Linked DNA regions of Mus musculus: region 2 is linked to region 1. A link is a contact called in public promoter capture Hi-C data. All regions are on one chromosome and are shown on one strand. The core of a region is the stretch at or near the end of the contact, and the rest is flanking DNA. Distances in the headings are between cores, read along the strand shown. Region 1 holds the start of Tent5d (terminal nucleotidyltransferase 5D). Region 2 overlaps Sh3bgrl (SH3-binding domain glutamic acid-rich protein like).

The links. Promoter capture Hi-C pulls out the DNA fragments that hold promoters and counts their contacts.
Region 2: a contact with region 1 is called in a promoter capture Hi-C map of liver, with 5 times the contacts expected there. The contact joins the enhancer-like site here to the promoter of Tent5d in region 1. A contact is called at or near these places in 11 of 39 promoter capture datasets (the 3T3-L1 cell line, 3T3-L1-derived adipocytes, the C10 cell line and 6 more) and 1 of 115 datasets of contacts at active chromatin or transcription factors (large pre-B cells).

Annotation. Positions count from the first base shown.
Region 1 is chrX:107,814,521-107,818,055 of GRCm38.p6, forward strand. Tent5d (terminal nucleotidyltransferase 5D) reads left to right here and starts at 1,957. Exons shown (of 6, transcript NM_001163104.2): 1 at 1,957-2,121. It overlaps 2610002M06Rik (RIKEN cDNA 2610002M06 gene), which reads right to left and starts at 1,814. Exons shown (of 8, transcript NM_025921.3): 1 at 1,615-1,814. The coding sequence starts at 1,630.
Region 2 is chrX:109,131,709-109,135,243 of GRCm38.p6, forward strand. The region is part of intron 1 of Sh3bgrl (SH3-binding domain glutamic acid-rich protein like); the gene reads left to right. Among named protein-coding and RNA genes, the nearest start is that of Sh3bgrl, 38 kb to the left of the region's middle. Within about 2 kb of position 2,018, at least 17 of the 459 cell types and tissues checked have an H3K27ac peak or open chromatin away from gene starts, as enhancers often do.

The DNA.
Region 1 (3,535 bases), core at 707-3,206:
CTGGTCTACAAAGTGAGTTCCAGGACAGCCAGAACTGCACAGAGAAACCTTGTCTCAAAAACAAAGAAACAAACAAACAAAACCAAAAATGAAAGAAAGAAAGAAAAAATAGTAACTACATATTTTGTTACTGGGAATACAAGGCAGGCTAGACAAAGTAAAAATAGCCTGCTTCCATATTTTCAGAACATGAAATAAAAGCTTTTGAAGCTACTGCCTCTAATCCTTTCAAATTTTCTAGGAAAAAAAAAGAGAGCTAATAATTTTAAAGCTCTTCAAATCTCTAATACTTCAGATTATGTTCAAAAATACAATTCAGTAGGCACTACCATTTCTTTTTACTTTAAAAATGCCTTTCTAGGGTTGAAAGGTGAGACAATATGCTTCCCAAATGAGTCAAGTGGGTGACAGAGGATGAACACCATGCCTTAATTCAGAAAACTGTTGTTTCAAGGAACTTGGGAAATAAAACTGATATTTTGACTCAGAGTTCAATAAAGTGCTTGTCACTTTATGCTAATATTAAAACTATACTACAGTCACTATTTTTTTTTACATGCAGTAGAAACAGGACCTCTCTTGGTCATCTTTTCATGATCTGCACCTTTCCTCCAGGCTAGCACTTTAATGTACAGCATATCCTGACTAGTGCTGCAAGATTTACTGGATGACATAAAATTGAACCCATCAAAAAACCATTTTTACCTGTACTTCAGGCTTATAGACTAATAGCGCCAAAAGAGCTTAACACGAGCTACAGAACAGTTACCATAACCCATGGTTTATCTTTTTGCTATCTTGGAGTTGAAGAAAAAGCAATTTATTTTATTTTTCTCTAAAGCCAACCCCTGGAAGGAGCAAAAATTACAGCAACATGGAGCTTCTGTGATGGAATTTAAGTAGTGAAAAAGAAAAAGAAAGCCAAATTGTGTTCATGACGTCACCAGGAAGCTTTATTCTTAGCCCCTACTAATTGCCCAAGTGGCCAGACAGGTTTGGCTGATGGACTTTATGGCTTCAGGAATAACCTGAATTTCCTCAAGTGTTAAATTAGAATGCAGCGGGAACAGAAAGCGAGCACAGTTAGTTCGGAGGGTTCGTAGCAATCGCTCAACCTCATCACCAGTCACCTGCAGTCATTAAAGGGCAGTTCGCCAAAAGCAGTTTGTCCACGTACGCTTTGAGAACCTACACCTCCGCCTGGAGCCATAGGCAAACTCCAGTCGCCTCCCCTAGGTCCTGGCACCATTCCCTGTCAATTTCAAAGAGGCCAAAAATTCACTGATAAGGCAGGTGACAGAAATCCTCAACAAGGGGCGGTACGGGCTCAATTATCTCTGTCTGTCCACTGGCTCCTCTGACCCTCCCCACATTCGAGGATGGCAGCGGAGGCGGAGGCGGCGGCCGCAGCGAGGAGGAGGGTGAAAAATAAAAAAAATAAAAAAAAGGCCAACCCCAGGCCGCTGGAGCCTACCCATCCGCATCACAGCTCCCTCGCCCCACGTGCGGGCCCAAAGGGTCAAGCCCCTGGGCGTGTCCCCAGCACCCCTGCCTTCGCCCCCCCCTCCCCAGCCCCCAAGGCCCTGGTAGCATCTTGACCAACAGAAAGGATACTCTCCATGTTCGACATGATCTCTCGAGTTCACCGGGCGGGAGGAGGGGGAGGGGCAGGTAACACGCGGGACAGGGGCTGGACCCGCGAGTTGTGGGTCGCTTGGGCGCGCGGAGGGTGGCGGTTGTAGCGGGTTTCGAGGGATCCTAGCCCACTTCCTGTTTCGGTTTAGAACCCGTGGTGGGTGGAGTCCCACGAGCTAGAGAGGCGGGACTGGGACGACGCCAACATGGCTGCAGTGAGTCGCTTCGGTTAGGATGGCTCTGGTCGCTTGGGGGCGGTGGAGTCCGAGAGCTGAAGCTTAGGTCCCTCCCACTTAGATGCTTCACGTGCGCTCAGGATAACTGCGCTAAACCTGGTCCGGCATCCCACCGGACTTCTAGTTCTTTCTTTTGTCAACCTGGACGCCGCTTAGCCTTCCGCCCACCTCGTACCTCAGATTTCACACAGTCCTGGTCGTCCCTCATCCCTTTCTCTCAGAGCTTAAGTCTTAAAGGGTGAAGACAAAGGTATAGGACTTTTAAAGTACTTTTTAAAAATTCTGACAGTGTAAAAGAACGGCTCGAGGGGTTAGTGTGGTGGGTAATGTTGAGGTTTTTTAAACAATCTTGAACCTTAGAGTTGTAGGGTTGAAGGGGAAGGAGGAAAAGTCCGGCTCTACTTGAGAGGTAATGTTGCTTCGAAATTTTTTCTCATATTAGTTGGTTTAATTTTATTTTTCTTAAGCACAGCTGATGTATGGTCTAAAATTAATATAAAATCTCTATAATGGGTGGGAGCAGTAATGGGGGTGGTCGTAGATAGAGCTTGGCGTATTTTACGTTCCTTTGACTTTCAGAAATGTCCAGAGGTGGATTTATTAGAAGCACTCTCTGGACTTAGGAAAAGAGGGAATTTTAAGCAGATTTGTGGCATTTCAATTTTAGTGTCATAGAAATTACATATATTACTCTGAAAGTTAGTGTAATTGTCGTAATTGCTAAATCTCAGAAGTTTGTCATTTACCTCATTCTTAAATTCAACCTGTGGAATTATGTGCACAATGCCATACACTTTTTATCCTTAGGATTATTTCTTTTTTTTTTTTTTAACAAAACTGGCTTTAAAAGTGAATATTTTATTATTTTGTGTTAATGATAGTTGGTAAAAAGCTTCAGACTGTTTTCTAACTGTCCGTGTTTCATTAAAAGAAAAAGAGAACCCTTGCTCAATACAAAGTTCTGGGAAGTACAGTCTAGAAATCATTTCAATAGGCAGAACCGTGTAAAGGTTATTTTTAGGTTTGCATCTCACTTTATAGTTGGAGAACAAGACTTATGAAACTGAAAGCTTTGGAAATTTCATCAGTTCTCTGTGTGCCTTAAACAGTTGCCTTCATTGCTGGAAAACTACCTTTGGGGGTTAAAGGTAAAGATATCTGTCTGGAAAGACTTTCCCTTAGCACTTACTATTTTTAACATCATTCCTTCAGTAAAACCATAAATACTAGAACAACCTACCAAAACTTAAACATATGTGAGTTTTAAAATGCTGTTGTTAGAGTTATAGGTATGCAATGTATAAAAATAAACGTTAAATTAAAATTTTTTTCAAACGATAAACTTTTTCAAGAAGTATCTCTTTTATAAGGTCCTTGTTTATAGAGAGTGTTTGCTGCTGCTGTCTGTCTTAAGTAAAAAACAAAACAAAACTGTTATCGTCTGTACTAAACACCTAGAAGGTATTTTACGTTTATGAGGTCTTTTATGTTTTAAATCCCAAAGTTAACTTCATATTTTCTTGACTATCTGATTTTAATCATGGTCAGTTTTATAATTGAGTCAGTTACATGAATAAGTATTTTAAGTGAAAATATTTATAAAATAATCTTTAGATCCTAGACACTAAATATTAATATTTGTTTTGACTGCTTTGTGACAATGC
Region 2 (3,535 bases), core at 768-3,267, 1.3 Mb after region 1:
GTGTGTATGTGTGTGTGTGTTGAGTTTCTACCCTGACCAGTTAGTTATATGACCAGCATAAATTTTCTTTTATTGGTGTATCTAATTTAGAACATTAATAGTCAACTCAGGGGCACAGATTTATTATCGTTCTATATTCATTTCTTTGTGCCCCATGTGGACAATGTCCTGTATCTTGTTCAGTATGAAAGAACACATGAAATGTGTGTTTGAGAAATGACCCAGGAGCCTGCACTAGAATTGGAGCTAAGAAACTGAGCAAGCCTTTTATTATTAAGTGAAGGGAATGAACATTACTGAGAGCAGGAACAAGAAAAGCAATATTGAGTGTTCTATAAACATTCCATTGTCTCTTACTGTGTAATACGAGAACCATCTGTTTTTGGAATCTTGGATGGGTCATATTTAAAATTTTATTCATAAGTGACATAGAGCTATTAGGTTAGGATCCATGAGAATGTAACTCACTTTTTTTGCATTTTATACAAGATATACATCATGAAAAAAATCAATTAGTCAAATTAGTCTCTCACACACGCACACACGTGCGCGTGCGCGTGCACACACACACACACACACACACACACAGAGAACTGAGTGAGGACCTGGGAAAACTAGGCCATGTCTCAAAGGGTTGAGAACAGCCAGTACTTGTACTGGCTTTCTAAAGGAAGGGTCCATGTTTGGAATTGGTATTGGTTAGGGGTCTGTAAGACAAAGGCAAAGACATTGTTCCAAATAAAGTGAAGGAGGATCTGTGGTAGTGGTAGAGGTGGTTGTGTTGGTGCTGGTGCTGGTAGTGGCATGTGTAGCCAACATAAATTAAAAAAAAAAAAAAAGAATAGTACAAAGAAGCCTGCTATGTTTTCGAACACTCAGGGAATGTCTTACAAAAGGCAGAATGTGCAACAAAAAGAAGACATCTGGACAAAACATAGCTGTTGAACTCATGAAGTTATTGTAGCTATAGTTATCTGTACAAGGCTTGCATAATATTGGGCCTACCAACATTTCATCATGGATAGGCCAGGGACCCAGTAAACCCTAATCCTCTCTGAGGGAATATTGACAATTAATGTTTCCTGAGGCTCAGCATATGATTTTTTTTTCTGTGACATAAACACTGATAAGCTGCCTAGGGCCCAGCAAATAGCTTCCCACCCATGCTCACAGAAGCAATTCTAATTAAACTCAGTGGATCCCCTGAATACACAAACGCCAGGAAAGTAGAAGAGGGACACAGAGGGGCAATATCTTGAGAAGGGTTCCAGCAAGAACAGGAAAGCAGGCAATAGTATAATGGGGACAAAAGTGACAGTAAATGCACTTCTCAATCCAGACAAAACAGCTCATTCAGTATTCCATCCTCCCCATTTTTTTTCAGTGTTGGGAATTGAATATAGGGCAGCATGCTTGCTAGACTAATGGTTTACCATTGAGCCATGTCCCTAGCACATGGACCCCACTTTAGTTTTGAGATAAACTATGCAGACCAATCTGGCCTAGAGCTTGTGTTGATCCTCCTGCTTTAGCTTCCTGAAGGTTGGGATTACTGACATGCACTCTGATGCTCAGCTCCTTGTTCTCTTTAAAAATAAGTTATTAGTTATAGCACGCATTTATTTATATGCATCAGCCTGATTCACTTAAGGCTACAAAACTTAAAGTCTTTCTTTCTGGAATCAAATTTTCAGGGTGAAATTCTGCTTCTTTATAAGTAGCCATAAATGCATTTTGAAAAAAAAAATCAGAATTTACTTTAATTTTCTTTTTTCTCAGTCAACTGTATTCATAAGCAAGTATGAAGCATGTTTTCCCCAGGGATTCTAGATTTCTTGTTATTAGGTATGCAGTGAATGTATCCAAAATTGTCCATTCTCTTGGTTGTATGGAAGAATATGAGAGTCTTTTTTCAGGGACTAGATATGCTAATGAATCAGCTGAGACCAGAGACCTTTGCTTTCCAGAGTAGAGCATTCTGAGAAATGCATTCTCAGTCCTGAGGGAGTTGTGGCTTTCCTCTCTGTGTAAAGTCAAAAGGGAAAAATTACTGCAGTGTACAGGCATCTTGCTAGAAAAGGACACAGTGATTGTAACTGTTCTTTGCGTGGACAGATTTATAATATTACCAGTAATTCTCCACACACACGGAGTAGTTACAGCAAATATTTGTGCCTTAGCTTTTGGTAAAATTGGTTGCATAGGGTGCTGTAAGAAAGCAGGATTTCCAGGTCCTCGCAAATCAGGCCTTAATGTAAATGCATTTCACAGTGATAGAATATGCTTCTGCAGTATTCATCTTAACTGAGTACTTGTTATAGATGAGCTCTGAATATTTATAAAATCAAAACTAATCAAGGACAGCCCCCCCAACCAAACCAAAGCATTCCTTGTATTTTCATACTAACACACACATATCAGAGTCCCTGTCTCATATGCTTTTACTTTTCATAAGGATTTTGTAGTGAAAATGCTCAGTTGTTTTTCTTTGACTAAAAAATCTTGAATAGAATGTGACTTATTTCAGCAAGCCATTTTCTGAATGCGTGGAATGTGTGTCTTTATTTGGGAAATGAATGCATTCAGCGTACCTTCGGGGGAGCGGAGTGCATTTCATAGCATACCACTAGGTAAAGAGTAAAAAAAAAATATTATTTGATTATGCTAAGCTCCTAATCTTAAATTTCTTATATAGATCTTACAACCTTGCTGGATTTAACAAACACACTCAATTAAAGAACTTTCCTAGGATTTTTTTATGAAGCAAGAACCTAATACTCTTCTAATCATCATAAAATAGTTTGGTGGATGATTTTATGCAATAGCATCTAAAATTTATTTTTAGTTTCAGATGTGGACTTGAAAATAAATTAATCCCACAGAAATGTGTTTGACAGCATGTATATTAAGTGGGAGTAACTATTGAAAATGTGATTTTTCAAGTCAACATGAGTATTTTTGTTTTAATTGTATGTTTCAGTTTGTTTGGTTTGAATTCTCTTTTCTACCATTTTCTAGCTGTGTTGTTTTTGGCTAGAGAGTTAAGTGCTGTGCAAACTGTTTGCTCATTAACTAACATGAGCTATGCAAAGTGCTTAGTGTAATAGCAGACATGTAAGGATTTAGGAGTATTTTACTGAAGTATGGTAAATTGAAATTTTAAATGTTTATGAAACAGAAATTGCATTTGCATATTTTACTCTCCCTACAGAATATGGGGGTGGTGGTTAGTTTGCTGGATATTATATATAAACATGTTCTGAAGAAAAATGAAAATTGCTAGTTATATTTGAAGCCTTAATTTAGGTAAGAACAGTAAATCAGGGAACCTTAAGTTATTCTTTTTAATACTTTCTGTGTTTTTATATCAAAATACAAATATTTATAAGGAGTTTCATTCATCCTACAAGGTTGTTGCCTTTGCTCTACTTTCTACAAAGTCACCAAAGCATCAGTGTTAAAAGCTTGCCAAATTCTGTAATGAATTTTTTTTGTTTTTTAAGCTTCTTTTTAAAAATGTTAATTTATTTTTTAT